3 separate regions of the Rattus norvegicus genome follow, and regions 1 and 2 are each linked to region 3. The links are chromatin contacts, called in public Hi-C maps. All regions are on one chromosome and are shown on one strand. The core of a region is the stretch at or near the end of the contact, and the rest is flanking DNA. Distances in the headings are between cores, read along the strand shown. Region 1 overlaps Rad51b (RAD51 paralog B). Region 2 overlaps Rad51b (RAD51 paralog B). Region 3 overlaps Rad51b (RAD51 paralog B).

Region 1 (2,700 bases), core at 173-2,672, 410 kb before region 3:
GAACCCATCCACCTAGAAGGAGGAAAGTCCAGCAGCCTCTGCAGCCGGAGGACTGGAGAAGCGGTGAAGAGAGGGAACCATTTGCAGAAGTAGTAATTACAAAGAGGCTTGTAAACTTCAGGGGGCTGAGATGTAATCAGTGTAATTTCCTTAATATAACTTTGATCAGGAAAATCATTGTTCCAAATGCCCCCATGACCTCTCTTCGTACCATTTACAGGGAGGTGATAAATTCAGTCCTGCTGCTGCCAGCTAGGAGGGGGCTGCATGCTTCCCACTCAGTGTTTAGTCAGTCCAGGGAGTTATGTGAGCTCAAAACATTTTCCCTGTTCTGCATTTTCTCTTTTCTGCTAGCCCTGAAAATGGCAACAACCTGGCAGGGGCCATGAGTCTTGAAGCAATGGAGTATGGGTTTGTGGAAACGGATTCCTCATCAGAACATTTGGAAACATTCCTACACATATCAGGCCCCACAAACATTTCTCATTTGACCCTCTTTGGGAAAGGAGGGGTTAAAAAAAAAAAGCTCTGAATATCTTTAGTGACTTGGTAAGCTCACCTTAACCTAGAGCCAGGTCCCCCATTTTGACCTGGATAAGGATGCCACAGTGGTTATCAAAGTCCCATTTATACTGTATGCACATTGAGCTATCTTAGTTCCTGAGAAAATTCCCATGAAGCCACACAGTGAGAGAGACCATGATAAAGACCTTGCCTTTTATTTCTCTCCTTCAGTGAAATTGGTCCCCAGGCACTTTAGACTTAGAAGTTCCACTAATAAGCCTGATAAACGGCAAGCCCAGCCTCTGCATAGAAACTACTTTGTATAGCCCCCTGAGTAAAATCCCCCGGGGGACAGAAGATGCCCACAGCTTTAACAATCCAGACATAACACAGCCTCAGTATGAGAACAGAAGACAAGCTCGTTCTGACATCCCAATTGAAACTACAGGCTGAATCGGACATAGAAGAATGCAATTACCTTTTCTAGTCTGATGCTACACTAAAGAAACTGGAGAAGTGGGATACCTATTAGGTCCCCACTAATTCCCCTCCTAAATTCAAAGCAGGGCTGGTCCCTGGAACTCATTTCTGAGTATTCTTACTCCCTGTCCTTGTTAGGCAGCTCAATTGATAAGTGCTTCCAGCTCATAATGCTTTCTGCTTAGCTCGCCCCCTCTTCTTTCCCATCGGCTCAAAGCACTTTACAAATATCACCTCATTATTCTTTATAGCACTCCAGCGAGCCTGATAGGTGGAAAGGTTCATTATCTTCTCCTCAGCAATAGGGGAAATAGACAAAGGAAGGAGAAGCGAAGCTAGCAAAGCAGAGGCTGGACTGGAAGTACAACTCGGCCACTCTCCCGACTCCAAATGTGCACATGTCCCTTGTCAGCTTGTAAAACTGATCCGCTGACAGGGTGGGGTTTTCTCCTAAGCACTGTTTTGAAATCCGCATGTCTGGAGGGAGGCTCGCACTGGGCCGGAGGGGGAAAGGGCAGGAGTTGAGACGGAGGATGCGTTCAGATGGCAGCACTCAGGTTAGACAAAGTTCTTAGCCAGAGTCGCAGTGCCTTCCCTAGGAAAGGAGATGCTTAGACAGGAGGATTTTTCCCGCTCGTATGTGATGGATGAGGAGTTCCTGATGACTGTGCTCACTAGTCCCTCTGACCATCTGGGCCTCATTCCTTTCGTAAGCTGGAAATGGCTTGCACCCTTGTCTTCTTACAGAGTGTTCCTTGTCATCCACCATCCACCTATGACAGGAAGCATCAGGGCAGCCAAGTGTGACAAGGCAAAGTGAAGAGGTGGCCCTGGTGCATTAAGGCCTAAAGAGATGGAGACCTGGGGAGCAGGAAGATACTGAACGGGCCGTAGAGGAAGAACTTAAAGTGTAAAGCTGCCAAACTGTGCCATGAACTGCGCCTCAGATTGAACCAGAGACACACCCTATATTCTGTGGAATTTATACTAAGTCCCCCAAAGTATCAGAAGGCTGGGAACAACAGGACTTGATGTGGCTTTTCCAGATAGAGGATTTGCCAGTCCCCCCCCCCCCCTTATGTGAACAATGGCCCAGTGTACCCTGTGGTGGCAATTTTCCATTTATACAGAAGTTCATTTTAATAATAATAATAATAATAATAATAATAATAATAATAATAAAGCACTGATCTTCAAGTTAATCAAAATTGGATTACACAGGTTTCAGGAGTTTATAATTTGGCGCCTGAGCCCCATAAGCCTGGACCTTTAGAAAACCTGCCATAGCTCATCTCTCTCATCTTCAACACTTACTTTTTCTAAATGATGCACTGCTGACCATCCAACAAAGAGCTGGAGAGGTAAGACAGTGAAACCAATATTTGTTTGTAGAAGCAGCTCCTGCCTCAAGAATAATGACCTTGGATAATAATAAAGAATGAGGCTTTGGGGTGAGGGAGTGGTTGGTTGCAGGGACCAGAGATAAAGGACTGACTATGCAACTGCCAGAGGAAGCACATTTTTGTAGTAATGAGGTTGTTTTTGTTGGCCTGATCTGTGCCTTCACCATGGGAACTGCGCCGTTTGCTTGCTGCTCCTACAGGGACTGCAGAACACTTTCCTTTGTACAGAGTAAAAGCAATGAAGAATAAGGATCCCCTCAAAGCCAGTGTCTTCGGGGGTGGGGGGTGGGGTGAATTGTATTCATCTCCACGT
Region 2 (2,700 bases), core at 64-2,563, 460 kb before region 3:
GTGAGATAACCATGTCAGGTGGAGCCCATTGCCTTTCAGACTGATAGGTGAGAGGGGTATCTCCAACATGAGGTATTTAATTGTAGCAAAAAATGTGATCAACCTTCTTGGTATCCTACTGGATAAAGTGAGGACGAGTAAGGCTGGATGCTGGTAGCATTAAGTGGGTTTGCGAGTGATCAAACGGTCCTTAGCAACCTATGAGGGGCAGCAACCTTGAGCAGGTGCCCCCGAATCTAACCTTGGCCTTGTCACATTCAGCATTTTTACGGAGGCAAGTGAAGATGTTGCTGTACCCATACCCTAAAACAAACATGGAGCCCAATAGGGAAGAAAGTGACCAAAAACCACTCTGTCTCAACACACCTTACATTCTAAAGGAGGCAAAAGGTAATGCTGAATGGCTGTGGTGTGCTAGGCAGTTGTGTGTCTATGAAGGGGAGCAGAAAAGAGCATAGAGGGGCTGGGGATTTAGCTCAGTGGTAGAGCGCTTACCTAGGAAGCGCAAGGCCCTGGGTTCGGTCCCCAGCTCCGAAAAAAAGTACCAAAAAAAAAAAAAAAAAGAAAAGAGCATAGAACAGATATTGTGGTTGATTAGGGAAGTGCTTGGTTTTAAATAGAGGGGTGGAGGTCACTGAAAAGGGCTGAGGATTATGTGACTAACACACCCAAGGGAAGTTGATTTGAGGAGGTAACAGAAGAGAAACATAGGGGCTGGAGAGATGGCTCAGTGGTTAAGATCACTGACTGCTCTTCCAGAGGTCCTGAGTCAAGTTCCCAGCAACCACATGGTGGCTTACAACCATCTATGATGGGATCTGATGCCCTCTTCTGGTGTGTCTGAAGACAGCTACAGTGTACTCATATATATACATATACAATGAGTAAATAAGGCTTTAAAACAGACGAAGAAGAAGAAGAAAAAGAAGAAGATGACAAAGGGGAGTTTGTACATTAACCAGGCAACTGTGATAATCAAATGAATCTCAATTTGGCTAAAACGTTGAGACAAATCTTATGTTTATTTTAGCGGAAGGTCAAAGGTTTATATATTAAGAGGTAACCAGAAAATCGCATATCTTGGAGAGTACAATTTCATTGAAATAAATGTAAGGCCGTCTCTTTGGGAACAGAGTATCCGTTATTGGTGACATGTTAGGAGAAATGAGATTTGGCATTCAGAAAATAGACTAGGAATGTTAGTCAAATGAATCAGCTCTGAGATGTGGCTCAAAAACCTAGTGCGGGCTCAGGTTGTAAGTTCAGCCTCTGCAGGGAGCGGGGGTTGTGTCAGCAAACCGCACTTAATGAATGCAGCATGTTTGGATAGGGGACAAAATCCAAACTCCAAACTGACAAACAGGAGGACACCTAAAGGAGAGCAAACAGAGGTGGTTGAAAGTCCAAAGCACTTCAGATCACAAACACTTCGATGCAGTCCCAAAGGCTGGACGTTGAGGGGAAGTCCACACTGCTTCTGAGTTTTCATAGGTGTGTCTCACAAAACTAGTTGGGGGATATAAAAGCCCCATAGCTGTCAATGAAAAGAGTGACAAATGCTGCATGTCTTTGTAAATACGCAAAGACTCTTCTCTCCTGAAACATGACCCAGTAGCCTATACCTTTGCACCCCTTTGCCATTCAAACTAAAAGCTAGCTCCTGCATATACGTGTGTGTATGTGTAGCATATAGGGGGAGTGTGGGGCCCGAGATAGACTTTGAATGTATTTCAGTATTGCTCTCAACCATATTTTTCGAGACAGGTTTTCCAATTAAACCTGGCGCTCACTATTATGGCTCTACTGGCTGGTCATCAGGCCTCCAGCATCCTCCTATCTCTGCACCCTGCCTCAGAACTAGAGTTACAGGCACATACTGCCATGCCTGGTTTTCTACATGGCTACTTGGGACCTGAACTCAGGTAGCCACGTTTCTATAGCAAGTACTTTACCCACTGAGCCACTCCCCAGGGTAAACCACCCTTGGAAGCAAACGGCCTCACAGCTGGTGACTTGGGCTCTTCTGCTTCAGATGTTCAGTGGCCTCTCATGGTTGGAGTGTTCTAGTGTGTACATGTGGGCGGTCATCCAGAGTCCCTGTATCTTTTCCAGCACATAGGCCTGCAAGGAGGCCTGGGGACTAGGAAAACCCTGAGTCCTTTGTGGGGAAAAAAAGAAGTGGGCTCTGCCTCTGAGGGTTCCAAAGTCTCCATTTGTAATACCGAATGGTAAGCCCCAATTGGACAGATGTAGATCAGTCCACTTCTCTTGGGGGTGAAAAAACCAGCCAAGGAAAAGACAAGATAGCAAATACACCCCACAGTAAGGTTATTGCATGATTCAAGGCGGGGGTAAAGGGTGGGGGGCTGGCTAGGGCATCTGTGCAGTGACCTCACGGTTTGTGGCTTCCACACTGGCACTGCCTTTCATCTCTGAATGCCCAAGCCTTTCAGCCTGGGTGCAAATGCTGTCTCTTCCAGAAACTAGTATTCTCTCCCCAGCCTAGGGCCATCTCTCCCTAACCCATCACGCTGTCTCTGCAGCTCTCTGAGAATGAAATCGGTTTTATTACTGTTCTTTAACACACACACACACACACACACACACACACACACACACACACACACAATATTATTTTATTTTATGTGTATGGGTATCTTGCCTGCTTGTATGTCTGTGTCGTGTGATGTGCTTGGCACT
Region 3 (2,756 bases), core at 235-2,734:
ATGAATCTTTCTCTTCAAATGAAGCCAGACCGTTCTCTGCTACTTAGTGATTCCCATCATAGAACTAGAATGTGTTTATTTACTAGCGGTTAAATTCTGATGGCTATTTTCTAACTGAAGGTTGCAAAATGCATTACAAAAGTAAGGGGGTGGGGGGAGTGTCCCAAAGGAAAGGCCCAAAAGGCAGCAAAAAGAAACAGCTCCCAGCTGAGCAATTTACCCAATCACTCAAACATCCCCAGACTCTTCTGGTTCTCAAACTACAACACAATTTTGACCTTTCCTCTCCAATTATTTATTTCTTTATAGTTATATGAGAGACCACTATTAAACACACTTGAAAATTCTGCAGGAATGATAACCAGTAGATTCAGTTACTTTATTAGATTTTCTTCCCTTTAGTGCATTGAAAGAAAAAAGGCAAACAGCCCTTCTATAGAAAGTAAAGATCCAAACAGTTTTACACCCAAATGATGGACAGCACAGAAAACAACACTTGCCCGCCCTCTTTCACTCAAGGGCAAGTCCACTTGAAGCTTTATCCTGCCTCCCCAGCTTATATCTGCCATTACATTATAGGAGAAATGTGAAAATTAAAGAAAACCAGGCTGACAAGGAAGCAACACTGTCCTTATGCAATCTTCCTCAGAGCAGCAACATTCTAAATGCCTCTCTCACCTGCCCCATTCTAGCAGACCCCCATCCAAAAGGTGGCACTGTACCACATCACATTCACCCTGTTTTAAATGACAACTTCTTGTGTGAGATCATAAGGTTAGCAGACACAATGGACACCACCATCACTGACATCGCCCTCAACCCTCACCCACAGCCCGAGATGGTCTAGGGATCATTATAGTTCTGGATGCATGGACTGAGGGAGGAGCAGAAGAACAATGGCGAGAAACTAAAAGATCTCATAAAGTGCAGTGGATTAGCAGGCAGAGCAGCACTGAGCAGTGCTCCCTTTGCCTATCTTGCCCCACACAAAATCAAGTCAAATTATTCCCCTTAAAGAGCCAAATTTGTCAAAGACTTTTAGACTTCATGTCTAGCAGCACATGAAGTGAACGGGAGGGTGTCAGGTAATTTATAGTCCACCAATCTGCTCAGGCCACCAGTGAACCACACAGCTGAAAAAGTTCACCACATCCAAAGTCAAACTCTGCTGGGATCAGAAGAATACTCATCAAGGGGCTGCACTCGGACCTCATTATGACTCCATGTTATTTTAATACTGTTCCTTGGATTTTGCCCCACACACAATTCCCAAGTCACAGAAAGACCATGAACAGTGTCCAGATGTATAAAATGCAAAAATACTTTCCTCCTACTTGTGGACTCCAAGATAAACACCACAAGAAGCACGTGTGTCTAAACTTGGAGCTCGTTCCAAATTAAATACTGCATCATGTGCACAGTGTATGGCTTAAAAAACAAAACCCCACGAATATCCTACACGGTTCATGAGCCAGGCTCGGGCAAGCACATGACCACACTGGAAGAAGGAAACATGAATCGGAGAGCCAGGGTAAAGGGTGAGAACAGACTCTGTCAGGACCTTTCCCAGAAAACTGTTGCTATTTTCAGGGAACATCTGTATAACACGGGACACAGATAAAAGGGGAAATCATACTTTTCTGTTTGGCTGGGGGTTTGCCGTTAGTCTAAAACTGCAAAGATTTCAAAAGCCCTAAGTAGACAAGCACAAACATCATTACGTACAGATACACATGCACTCGCTGAGGTAATGAATACTTAAATGTCTGGGCTTGGGGGCAGACCAGCTAGAATGCTTTTGACCTGGAAGCTGGGTCTGAGTGGGGTACATGGAAATTTGGGGGCAAACGCACAGGATACAGACCATGGGAGAGTGAGTTCCACATCAATGTTGTTGCGTTTCCGAGATTACAGTGGGAGGCACAACCCTCCTTTTGTTAGTCTACCCATCTCTTTCTACTTTCCATACTTAAGTTTTTATTAAGTTTCCTTCACTGACTGTAACTTTTTTTTTCGGAGCTGGGGACCGAACCCAGGGCCTTACGCTTGCTAGGCAAGCATGACTGTAACTTTTACAGTAAAAAAGTGAATGGCTATAAAAAGTGGGAAGATAGGAGACAATAGTTTGGCTAAGCCAGAGTCTTCAGTATTCTCTCCTGCAACTTAGCAAAAGCAAAAGCTCTGAAAAAATCCAAGTTGGAATATATTCAACTAGCAAAATATCATGGCTTCAAAAAAATAAAACATTTGATAAATGCAAAAGAACACACACACATACACACACATATACACACTGTGTAGGTTATAAGGTATAGCTATGGAATGCATGCCTATGAACCTGCCAACTATTTTTTTTAATTTGCATTTTTCCTGTCTGAAAAACTAGTAATGTAACTCAGTGGCAGAATACTTGCCTGACATGTCCAGGACCCTAGGTATAATTCTCAGCCATGACAAAGGAAGATGGAGGTGGGCAGAATATTTCTAATCTGGTAATTTGCTGTGGACTAAAATTTTACATCTCTCCCAAAATTCTCTGTTGAAACCCTAGTCCCTGGGATGATGGTATTTGTCTATGAAGTTTTGAAAGGTCCCTAGCTAGATTAGGTCTCAAAGGTGGAAATGCCATGCTGGGAACAGACACATCAGAGCACGATCACCAAGAGGGGACCCTCACCAAGCAGCCAACCCCATCAGACACTGGTCTCCTACGCTCAGTGACTAGAACATGCAGAAGTGAATGTTATTGCTTACTC

Evidence for each region. A called contact is a pair of places that touch in the nucleus more often than the background predicts.
Region 1: a contact with region 3 is called in a Hi-C map of psoas muscle, with 2.2 times the contacts expected there. The contact joins two enhancer-like sites. A contact is called at or near these places in 2 of 12 Hi-C or Micro-C datasets (mammary epithelial cells and psoas muscle).
Region 2: a contact with region 3 is called in a Hi-C map of liver, with 4 times the contacts expected there. The contact joins two enhancer-like sites. A contact is called at or near these places in 2 of 12 Hi-C or Micro-C datasets (kidney and liver).

What each region holds. Positions count from the first base shown.
Region 1 is chr6:104,308,178-104,310,877 of GRCr8, reverse strand. The region is part of intron 8 of Rad51b (RAD51 paralog B); the gene reads right to left. The region is part of intron 1 of LOC134479408 (a long non-coding RNA gene); the gene reads left to right. Among named protein-coding and RNA genes, the nearest start is that of Atp5pdl1, 120 kb to the left of the region's middle. Within about 2 kb of position 1,422, at least 23 of the 93 cell types and tissues checked have an H3K27ac peak or open chromatin away from gene starts, as enhancers often do.
Region 2 is chr6:104,357,339-104,360,038 of GRCr8, reverse strand. All of the region lies in intron 9 of Rad51b (RAD51 paralog B), which reads right to left. All of the region lies in intron 1 of LOC134479406 (a long non-coding RNA gene), which reads left to right. Among named protein-coding and RNA genes, the nearest start is that of Atp5pdl1, 71 kb to the left of the region's middle. Within about 2 kb of position 1,313, at least 3 of the 93 cell types and tissues checked have an H3K27ac peak or open chromatin away from gene starts, as enhancers often do. A contact at or near this core is called in liver, where this site is marked.
Region 3 is chr6:103,895,684-103,898,439 of GRCr8, reverse strand. All of the region lies in intron 7 of Rad51b (RAD51 paralog B), which reads right to left. Among named protein-coding and RNA genes, the nearest start is that of Rad51b, 68 kb to the right of the region's middle. Within about 2 kb of position 1,484, at least 12 of the 93 cell types and tissues checked have an H3K27ac peak or open chromatin away from gene starts, as enhancers often do. A contact at or near this core is called in liver, where this site is marked.